3 separate regions of the Zea mays genome follow, and all the other regions are linked to region 2. A link is a contact called in public Hi-C data. All regions are on one chromosome and are shown on one strand. The core of a region is the stretch at or near the end of the contact, and the rest is flanking DNA. Distances in the headings are between cores, read along the strand shown.

Region 1 (3,355 bases), core at 824-3,323, 160 kb after region 2:
GCGATTGAGGCTGCAGGCGCCTGGGCCCGCCAGTCGGCGCGAGGGGGGGGGAGTTGGGTCCGTGTGGTTTGAGGTGAGTTGGGCGATCAGATTCGGTCCATCAAGCCGTGAGAGGTCTCCCCTTTTATTCATTTCCTTTTCTTTTGCTTTTTGTCATTTTCCCTTTATTCTTCTTTTTTTGAATTTAAATTCAAATTTAGTTTGACCACCAAATCAACTGCAGAATCAAAAAGAATATCAGCATGTAAGCATAGTTGTTTTAGTTATTTTTTATTGCTTTTATATTTTGGTTTTCCTTTACCTTTCCTATTTCATTTTCAAATTCTAGATTTCAAATTAGGTTAAACCCCAATTTCAGCATTAATATAGTTTTATTATTACCATTATTATTATTAAGTGTACAAACAAATAGCCTTCAACACGATGCATGAATTATTTATGTTTCATTAGTTAATTTATTTACTTTAAATGTGATTATTCATATGTTTTAATGAATAGAGGGCAATACATATAAGGAGATGAATTCTTCTCTTTTATTATCCACAAGTTGAGTATTACATGTGCTGCCGACAAGCTATAAGCTCCATCGATCTATAACCTGATAACCTGATGCTCCTTTGCTTGTTTAGCTGATTACGCTTCATTCAAGGTTTTCTTTTCTTTGGCGGCTGTGGACGAGGAGCAGACGACGGGGAACAACATCAAGGTGATTGAAAGCCCCAGCTCCCTGAATCTGAAATTTATATCTATATGACGTAAAACGTAATTTCAGGAAGTAGGTAGAATGGTAGGTGTTACTTTTTTTGGTGGTGTGATCTAGTGCTTAGCTAGCGATCAAACTGCCCGACCCATTTGCATGCTTGGAAATGTTTTGTTTCCTGCAACCTATGCCCATTCTATGTTCTCCACAACATGCATGTGTGTTTCTTCCCTTTTCACAATTGTCTTGTAGTACTCTCTGTGGATAGCTATTCACGAAGAGATTCACATCCTTATGTTTTTAAAATTGCCAAACATTTACCACATCAATCCCTTTTGCCTGGTAAATCTGCAACATGTCCACTTGTGCTACATTTTTTTGCCACATTTTAGGTTTGATTCTTCCATGCAAGTTCGACTTGCTCAAATATGGATTCTGCTCACATAAATCCTGAATCAACAACAATGCAATGCTTATGTCTACATATGGACTTATTCTTTGTCTCCAACACAACATGCTCTGGAACAGAAGTAATAAAGTACATAAAAATCGACAATCTAAATATTCCTACCTAATATATCAGGACGATCTTATTAATAATTCTAATGAGTTATCTTAGAATTTTGAATTGAATCAAAAAAATCTATATTGTGCCCACTCAAGGAAAGTAGATGTAGATAGAGGCTTATACCCTCAGAAAAATACACCGGCTTCTTAAATTAAAACGTAAAAAAGATTTTTTTGTTATGTCGGGAAATAATTTTCTAGAATAACCAATGTTCGATAGGCACCTAATTCTTATGTCATAATAGATCCGAACACTTGTCTCGGATTGACTTCAATATATAATTGCTCCAGTGAATAACTAAAAAAATAGAAGGACGATAAATACTAAAGAAAAGGACTAATCATAATATCTATCTTTAAAAGATTCAATAAAAAGACAGTTGGCGGGTCTCTTTGTATATCTTGTCCGGAAAGAGGAGGACTTGATGATTATTGCCTACTTGCCTCTGCGTGGAGCCTGGTAGGAGAACGCGACGAGTCAACCCTAAAAGGCTAAACTCTTGAGAAACGTTGTTGAGCTTGGCCGCTTGGGCCTTTGCTTGGTACCCGTTAAACTATTCGGCGTTCGGTTAACCGAACTGAGAACCCGGTTTTTAGTATTTTATTCGGTTCTATGTAACCTATGCCCAGAATAAAAACCGAACCCTGAAATATCTGTTTGTTCTGTTCGGATCCCGGGTTCTTCGGGTTCGTTTTCAGTCTCGTTTTTTTTTTGGCCCGGTCCTAGTGCCGAGCGCTCGCTGAAAGGCCTCCGTGCATTGCTTTTGCTCTCGCAGACGTGCTCGCACGCGGCGGCGAGCCCGATAGATTGACTGAATTGAGCCCTACGACCCTCAATCTCCCCCGCACGCCCGCGCCGCGGTTTCTATGGCCTGGGGCGCCCTGCGCAGCCGTGTCCTTCCGCTCCCGGCACCCGCCGCCACCGCCGCGCCCCACGGTCTCTTCCTACGCTTCCTTCTCTCCACCGCGGTCCCGCACCACGGGCACCACCACCGGCGCCGCCGCCTCGCCCCCACGGCCTACGCCGCCGCCGCGGCAGCTGCGGCTGAGGCGCCGCTCCCCATGACGCCGCGCTTCGGGCGGGCCACGCGGCAACCCGGTGGCGCCGCCTCGGTGGCGCGCGTCTACGCCGACGCTAACGCCCAGCGCCCCAAGGAGTACTGGGACTACGAGTCGCTCGACATCCAGTGGGGGTAGGCGCACGGAGCTGGAGCTCGGCTTTACACTGTGATCCCCAGATTTGAATGGTGTAAGGTTTTATTTCTGATGCGTCTGTCCGTGCAGGAAGCAGGATGGGTACGAGGTGCTGCGGAAGGTGGGGAGGGGGAAGTACAGCGAGGTGTTCGAAGGGTTCCGGGCCGGGAGCGATGAGAGATGCGTCATTAAGATCCTGAAGCCCGTGAAGAAGAAGAAGGTCAGCTTTGCTTTTACAATGCTCTGTTGCGGTGGTTGTCACATTTCTGGCAACCAGCTATACGGATGGAATCATAAATATGACATACAGGGACTGCCTTGTAGAGCCACATTGGACTACACCAATGTCTTCCAGTCTCAGCTGATTCTGTGTTAGGCTTGAGGATTATCTAGCTGGCTAGTTGCTTCTACTACTTATCCACTTAGGACGCCAAAGGGCATGAGGCAGTGTGGTTTGGAGACATTGTAGCTTCAAATCACTCTCATATAGCCATGTCATCTTGCACGCACGTCTGTATAGGAGTTTGTCCATGCAAAATTGTGATTTTCTTTTTATTTGATCCATTTTAGGCTTACACGATATGCTTTTCAGCTGTAGAGATATTTTGATTTTTATCTTTTTTTTTCCTTCTATTTTTTTGCTTAGATTTGTGTGACATCGTAACGATTCATGTGGATGTCTTTTATGATGATTCAGATAAAGAGGGAAATAAAGATACTTCAGAACTTATATGGAGGGCCTAACATTGTAAAACTACTTGATATTGTCAGAGATGATGAATCAAAGACACCTAGTCTGATCTTTGAACATGTCAACAACACTGACTTCAAAGTACTCTACCCTGCGTTATCTGATTATGATATCAGATACTATATTTTTGAATTATTGAAGGC
Region 2 (3,214 bases), core at 663-3,162:
CGACCTCTTTGCGAAGCATGTGGTCGATAGTCCAGTCTTTTTTTGCGGTCCTTGCCGTGCGCCAGAAGAAACAACTGAACACATCTTCTTCAACTGCCCCAAGGCCATCCAACTCTGGGAAAAAAGCCATTCAGGCCACTTTTCCCGCAACCAGGAACATGTTTGTGCCTACGGGGGGGACGTTTTACAGCACTCACTCTGAACTCTGAAGATGAGCAACAACATGCCAGCAGAACAGCGCAGCATGCTCGTCGCCCTTCGCTGCTGGCAGATTTGGAAGAGAAGGAACGCGACGGTCTCTTTCGCAACGAGACAAGCTCCCCACTACGCCAGCTTCTGATCTCTAGTGCAGCCGAGAGCCGAAGCACATTCCTCGCCATTGCCCATGAATGGCGCGCACCAACCGATAGAGCGACCAGGACCAGATAGCGCACGCGCGCATTCGCTGAATGAAAAGTGCTGGCGGGTGCCGTGGCCCGTGGCAGACCTGGCGCTCCGCCCCCGTGATGGGCAAAAGACTGGGGGAGACTCGGGAGCTAGCCGCCCATGGCGCATGGCCTATCCGGTTTGGTAGGAGGGCCAGTCCGCAACAACCCGAGGGGAACTGGGAAGGGGATCGACAGCTGAACTGAAACATCAGAAGCCGTGGCTCATTTTCTGCCAACACCCGGCGAACCGCGGTTGAAAACTTGAAATTGTCCCGTCACCCCGCTACTTGGGCCGCGTGGCGTGGGCCTGATCCAGATCCAGGCCCCGCTAGCCGCTACTGGCGAGTCTGTCCGATCAGAGAGGCAGGGACCGCGTCGGACCCGACCGGTCAGGAAGTTATTATGCGGGTGTGGCTGGGCCGCTGACGTTAGCTGCCCGTTAATCGCCACCAAAGGATCATCGGATGGTGAAAAAGACAGACAGCGACTGCAGGTGGCCGTTAGCATCAGCCATCAGAGTTATCAGACAAGCCAACACAATCGCCCGTTGACGCCTCTGCTTGGGGTTGGGGTCTCGGGTAAGTGGATGTTAACATCAAACACCAACGTTCAAAAAACACCGCCACTTCCATTAATCCCTTCGCCCGTTGCACTGCAATTGCCCGCCTCGGTAGTGCGCCGCGCCCGGGCTGCTTCTGACAAATTTACAGGAGGACCGAAAAGAAGTAGTACTCTCCTACTGTGACAATGTTCTGGGGAAAAAAGAAGGCACGCGACGCTGATGCATGCTTGCTACGATCCAAGGCGCCCAGGGGGCAGCACGATGGTCGAATAAGCAACGGGACTCTTTCAGGTACACGCCACTTTTTTTGCGCCGCCATGGGCCCCTAGGAGCTACTAGGCCACACCAATTATCGCGACTACTACTAGCACCAGCCGCTACCAGCGGCGGATTCTGGACGTCTTCCTTCCAATCATAAAAACCTACTACCTGCCCCGGGATGCAGGCCAAGCGCCTGGCCTTGGACGCACTCGCGTTTCCGGATGCGCAGAGACGACGACACAACACAACTATCTGCTGCTGCCTCGAACCGTCGAGTCACGCAGCCGCGGTGACCATATGCCATGCCGCGTGATACATGTGCAATCCCTTGCGCCTGTGTTACCGCGAGGTCCCGTAACCGTAACCTACGGACCGAGCCTTGCTTTCAGTTTATCCGAGTTGGATTGGATCAATCAAGTCTTGTTTCCAGCTTCCGTGACGGTACTACACCACATCCCAGGACACGCCAACCAAAAAAAAAAGTTTCAGTTTACTTGTTCGCTTGCCCTTCTCGTGAGATCTCTGTATTATCAGCACTGTGCCACTGCCACCACGGGAGTAGCGACGAGCACAGTAGTACGTACTGGCATTGTTACTTGTGCCCTGCCCCCACTGCTTGCAAAACGCAAGCCCTTGGTCAGTTGGTCTCGCGCGCGCGCACCAACCACGCCATGTGGAGGTTGCGATCGCAGCGCACACATGTTCGCGTCGCCGGCGGCCAGCTAGCCATGCCGCATACGCCCACCGGACCGGACACGCAGGGCGCATGTGTCTCCGCAGTCGCACCGCACGGGCCCCGCTCTCGCCATCCGCCCTAGCGCACGCATCTCGGCGCGTGCCCCCAACGGAGCCGTCCATGACGTACCGCGCGCCGCCGCCTCCGCGCATTAAAAACCATCGATCACTGACCGGCTCCCGAGGAGACTTGGCTTGTACTGCATCGCAAACCGCAATCGCACGCGGCACTTGCCCCCCGCGATCATAACCTCACCGCCCGCCACCAGCTGCAGCCACAAGCGCAGCGCTCGACAGCCTCACCAGCCGCCATCACTCGCGGCAGTACCCGGCCGCTGGGACTGCAAGAGTGGGGAGTGAGACGCTGCTGCTGTTGCCGAGCGCGAGGAGACACTACTACTCACTCAAGAGTCAAGACTCAACAGCAGCAGGGGCGACCGAGCTCTGCGTGCGTGGGGAGAACCGGAGAAGGCAGCAGAGGAGGGAGGGAGGGAGCGCGTGGACCAGGCTAGGCGCAGCAGCATGGGCGCCGGGATCAGGGTCCTGGCGGCGCTCTTGGCGGCGCTCGCGGCAGCCACCGCCGGCGTGACGGCGCAGCTGCGGCAGGACTACTACGCGGCGGTGTGCCCGGACCTGGAGAGCATCGTGCGCGCCGCGGTGTCCAAGAAGGTGCAGGCGCAGCCCGTCGCCGTGGGCGCCACCATCCGCCTCTTCTTCCACGACTGCTTCGTCGAGGTGCGCGCTTCCTCTTCCTCTTCCTCGACGACTGCCTGTGTTTCTGACGGACCGGGGCGACTGGCGATGCTTCAACTTCCCGCGTGCATGCAGGGCTGCGACGCGTCGGTGATCCTGGTGTCCACGGGGAACAACACGGCGGAGAAGGACCACCCGAGCAACCTCTCCCTGGCCGGCGACGGCTTCGACACCGTCATCCAGGCCAAGGCGGCCGTGGACGCCGTGCCGGCGTGCGCCAACCAGGTGTCGTGCGCCGACATCCTGGCGCTGGCCACCCGGGACGTCATTGAGCTGGTACCATACCACACGTCCTCTCCTAGCACACGCGGCGCGGTCCAATCAATGCCCGGCACAGATCGCACCCACCTTTCTTCTTCCGGACCCCCAAAGCTCCCGAACTTTGGAGGATTCCCCTGGGATGCGGAAGCGGAGCCTACTAGTAAAGCGTAGCGTAGTAGGACAGCAGCACTACAGGGTACAGGCTCTCTGATCC
Region 3 (3,566 bases), core at 157-2,656, 140 kb before region 2:
GTACTCTCAATTTGGTGAAGAGTTCAGTTGTGCCTTAATTCTAAAAAGAAAAGGTTTCAACTCAGTCCTATCACCGAGAGTCAACTGATATGTCGTTACACTTAATAGACGTGTTTTTGCGGATCAATGCACAATAATCTCAAAAGTCAAAACACTAGGAACTATTTAGCTTAATCCTGTAACTAAAAGAATCCAAAAAATACAACTAAGACCTAATGAACTTTCATATCAGTTTCTATAAACACTAGGACTTAGTTCAGAAACCATCACCTGCTTATATTGCAAGTTACTAGAAGATTAGCTGCACCAAATTGACACAAGTGGAAAAAACTTACCAAGACCTGATAGCAGTAAATCATAACAAAGACTAAAAGGAACGTACACCTTAACCAACCAAGCAAAATAGATAAAATAATTAAATTGTCCTGATAGAGATAAACACCACCATGCCACCAGTACATGGTCAACAACTCAACACTAATTTTTTTGGATAAATGTATAGCAGATATAAGAAGGTGGGGTATAATTCACTTCAGTTTTGAAAATATGGGCTCTATTGTGATATTAGGACCTTCTGCTCCAAATGAACATTCGTACAACATTAGCTGTACACAGATAAAAAGATCATGCTGCTCAACCAGACCATTTAGTCTAGCCAAGATGATCCAAAATCAGCAAGCAAGCCAGACAATACTAACGATCTCACCTAATCCACCGCATGGAGATACAAACGAATCAGCCGAAGCTTAAGCGTGCAAACCGCGCTAGGTGGTGTTACAATCTCTACTATATAACGCACCAGTTTTCCTGGTTCCACAGTTTCAATCGTGTTTGTGCTCCCCAACATTTAAATAATAAAAATGCTAAAATTATGCACAAATAGGGATTCAAATTATAGTTGTTGGCTCTAAACCCAAATTCACACCCACCTAGACAACAGAACACACATGTCTTTGTCTTTTATATTCAATACTTAAGCATAAATGAAAATCGTAACAACGTACAAGCACGCACTTTGCTAGTGTGACGTAACGTAATCACTTACCCCCATTGGACGGTGAGCGCCTCGTAGTCCCAGTACTCCTTGGGACGCAGAACGTTGACGTCGGTGTAGACCTTTGCCTTCGACATGAGGGGCCCGGATCCCGCTGGGGGCGGGGCGGCGCGAGGACGCGGGAGGGCGAGGAAGGAGGACGCGAGCGCCGCTACGACGACGGCAGCCGCGGCAGCGGGCTTGGCGATGCCAGAAGGCAGGCGGTTCCAAGGGGACGCACCGATCATGCAGCGCCCATCGCCGTCGGCGAGGCGGGGCGGGCTAGGGTTTCGGCGGGCGGAAAGGTGGGAGCGACCGTGCGAGACGATGTCACGAGGGAGGAGGTGGAGACGAATTTAGCGTGGCTGCGTGAGGATACCGGTGGACTGGGACCTGGGATGACCGGTCGCTGGAATCTGCTGGCTTTTCGTCGCTATAGGTGATTGTTCGCTGGCGTGGGCCCGACCCTTTCCCTCGGAAGACGCTTTCATACAAGGGCATGCTGTGCTGCCCCGAAGCCCCCGATGCAGGGTCGTGCTGTACCTGACGGTCTATCTAAACATGAACATCTTAATAGATTTTAGATGATTTTTTCTTGAATCTGAATTCATGCTTAACACGTCCTAAAAAAGACGAATCCATACTTAAAAAAGGAAGAAAAAGAAAAACAAGACTGAATTCCTGCTAAACACAACTAAAAGAAGACAAGCTCATGTTTTTTAAAAAAAAGAAAGAAAGAAACGAGCTCGAACTGTCGAACATCACTGAGTATACTGTAGTTGTAGCTACCTATTAACATATGAAAGATTTGCATAAACCAATACCTCCGATTCAAGATGGAAACTGATTTATTTTATCTTAAATCAACATTCCATAACTTCTACACACACACGAGACCAAACTACTATAATTGTTTAGACAACTTACATAAAGTAAAACTATAACTAGAGTACGCATGTGCAGTGGCGGAGCTCCGTAAAATTAACGCTCCGGGCCACTCTACACATATAATGATGTACTACTCCGTCTTTTTATTTTTAGCGTTTTAGTTCAAAATGAACTAGCGGACGATAAATATGTAAGAACGGGGTAGTAACATTTAAAACAATCCAGTGAAACTATGACAGAGAACAATTACTCACAATAGGAGAGAATTACGGGCACATGACAGCAGACAGTCGCTGCCCATTGGCCAGAGAGGCACTTCGCCCTCGCCTATGAATAAGAAAAGAAAGGGAATCAGGTTAAGAAAGTTGTATAGCTTGGAAGAAGATGTAATGGCAGGGGCGAGTTTGCATGGGCGGTGGCGTGGCGCCAGTGCAGGGCGCGCGTGGCTCTGCTGCAGGGTCGTAGGGAGGCTGGAGGGGGACTGGCGGAGGTCGGACCGGTGGTGACAGATGCCTGAGTTAGAGCCTGTCCGGTTGTCTCAGAGGTTACTGCCTTATGCCCTTGCCGGATCCGTGGAGCCCAAAGGCGTGGAGAGTGACTGGAGGGAGGCGGCAGTGCCGCTGGCAACATATGAAGTACAGCCGCACATGTTTGCGAAATAATTGGAAGAGTCTGTGTTTTCGTGACTAGGAGAGGCCGCCAGCGTCAAGCTCAATCGCTGCAAGCAGGATGTCTTTGGAGTCACATTTTTGGGCTGAAATGTATTTTGAACCAAATTTTTTCACTGAAAAAAATATATATACAAGAGGAGTTTTGGGCTGCGCCCCGGGCCACGGCCCAGGTGGCCCGGGGCCCAAATCCGCCCATGCGCATGTGCTTCCATGCCACCTTTGATTATAATAGAGATGTCAATGGGGACCCGATACCCGCTAACCCATGAGAAATTCCCCTATTAGAATACGGTATGGGGCAAAAATTGTCCCAATAGGTATGGATATGGGATAAAATCTCCACCCATTGGGTAAACGAGTATGGGTTTGGGAAGCAATAATCCAAACCCGATTACCCATGGGTATTTCATACGTGTACACCTGTCCTGTTTGTATGAATGAGTTGAGGCCGAGCCGACCACCAAACCCAACACGGCAGCGCACCAGACCCCAGGTCCTAGCCCAACAAGGCAACTAGCAGACTAGAAAAAAGATAAAACCCTAAAATAACTAGCCATACACTACACCGACTGCTAGGAGCCTAGGACGACAGTGACGACCATGGATTCTCATGCGTCAACGAACTTGGATGGTGACCAAGGAAGGTAAGGAGACTCTATTTCTCCATTTCTTCTATTGGTCCCGAAGTACTGATTTCTTTTTTGATGGATGGATGAATGGATCATGGTTCATGGATGGGGTGCTTGCTGATGTGATGTATGAAATCTGGATAGTTTGTACTAGCTGTTAGTACCTAGTTATCCCTTAATTGGGGATGGGGACCCATTGAGGACCCGAAACCCGAATGGGGATGGGTTTTGCACCATGATGGGTATGGGATGGGTGAAAGTCGCCTAGAGGGGGGTGAATAGGCGGAATCTGAAAATTATAAACTTAAGCACAACTACAAGTCGGGGTTAGCGTTAGAAATATAA

What was found. A called contact is a pair of places that touch in the nucleus more often than the background predicts.
Region 1: a Hi-C map of leaf shows a contact between it and region 2, with 4 times the contacts expected there. The contact joins the promoter of LOC100193188 here to the promoter of LOC100382459 in region 2. A contact is called at or near these places in 2 of 25 Hi-C or Micro-C datasets (bundle sheath and leaf).
Region 3: a Hi-C map of leaf shows a contact between it and region 2, with 5 times the contacts expected there. The contact joins the promoter of LOC542460 here to the promoter of LOC100382459 in region 2. A contact is called at or near these places in 9 of 25 Hi-C or Micro-C datasets (bundle sheath, ear, endosperm and 3 more).

The regions. Positions count from the first base shown.
Region 1 is chr1:286,540,164-286,543,518 of Zm-B73-REFERENCE-NAM-5.0, forward strand. It overlaps LOC100193188, which reads left to right and starts at 2,074. Exons shown (of 10, transcript NM_001138343.1): 1 at 2,074-2,460; 2 at 2,552-2,681; 3 at 3,159-3,353. The coding sequence starts at 2,135.
Region 2 is chr1:286,378,204-286,381,417 of Zm-B73-REFERENCE-NAM-5.0, forward strand. LOC100382459 (Peroxidase 73) reads left to right here and starts at 1,913. Exons shown (of 3, transcript NM_001175200.1): 1 at 1,913-3,015. The coding sequence starts at 2,509.
Region 3 is chr1:286,237,477-286,241,042 of Zm-B73-REFERENCE-NAM-5.0, forward strand. It overlaps LOC542460 (CK2 protein kinase alpha 2), which reads right to left and starts at 1,407. Exons shown (of 10, transcript NM_001112016.2): 1 at 1,046-1,407. The coding sequence starts at 1,281.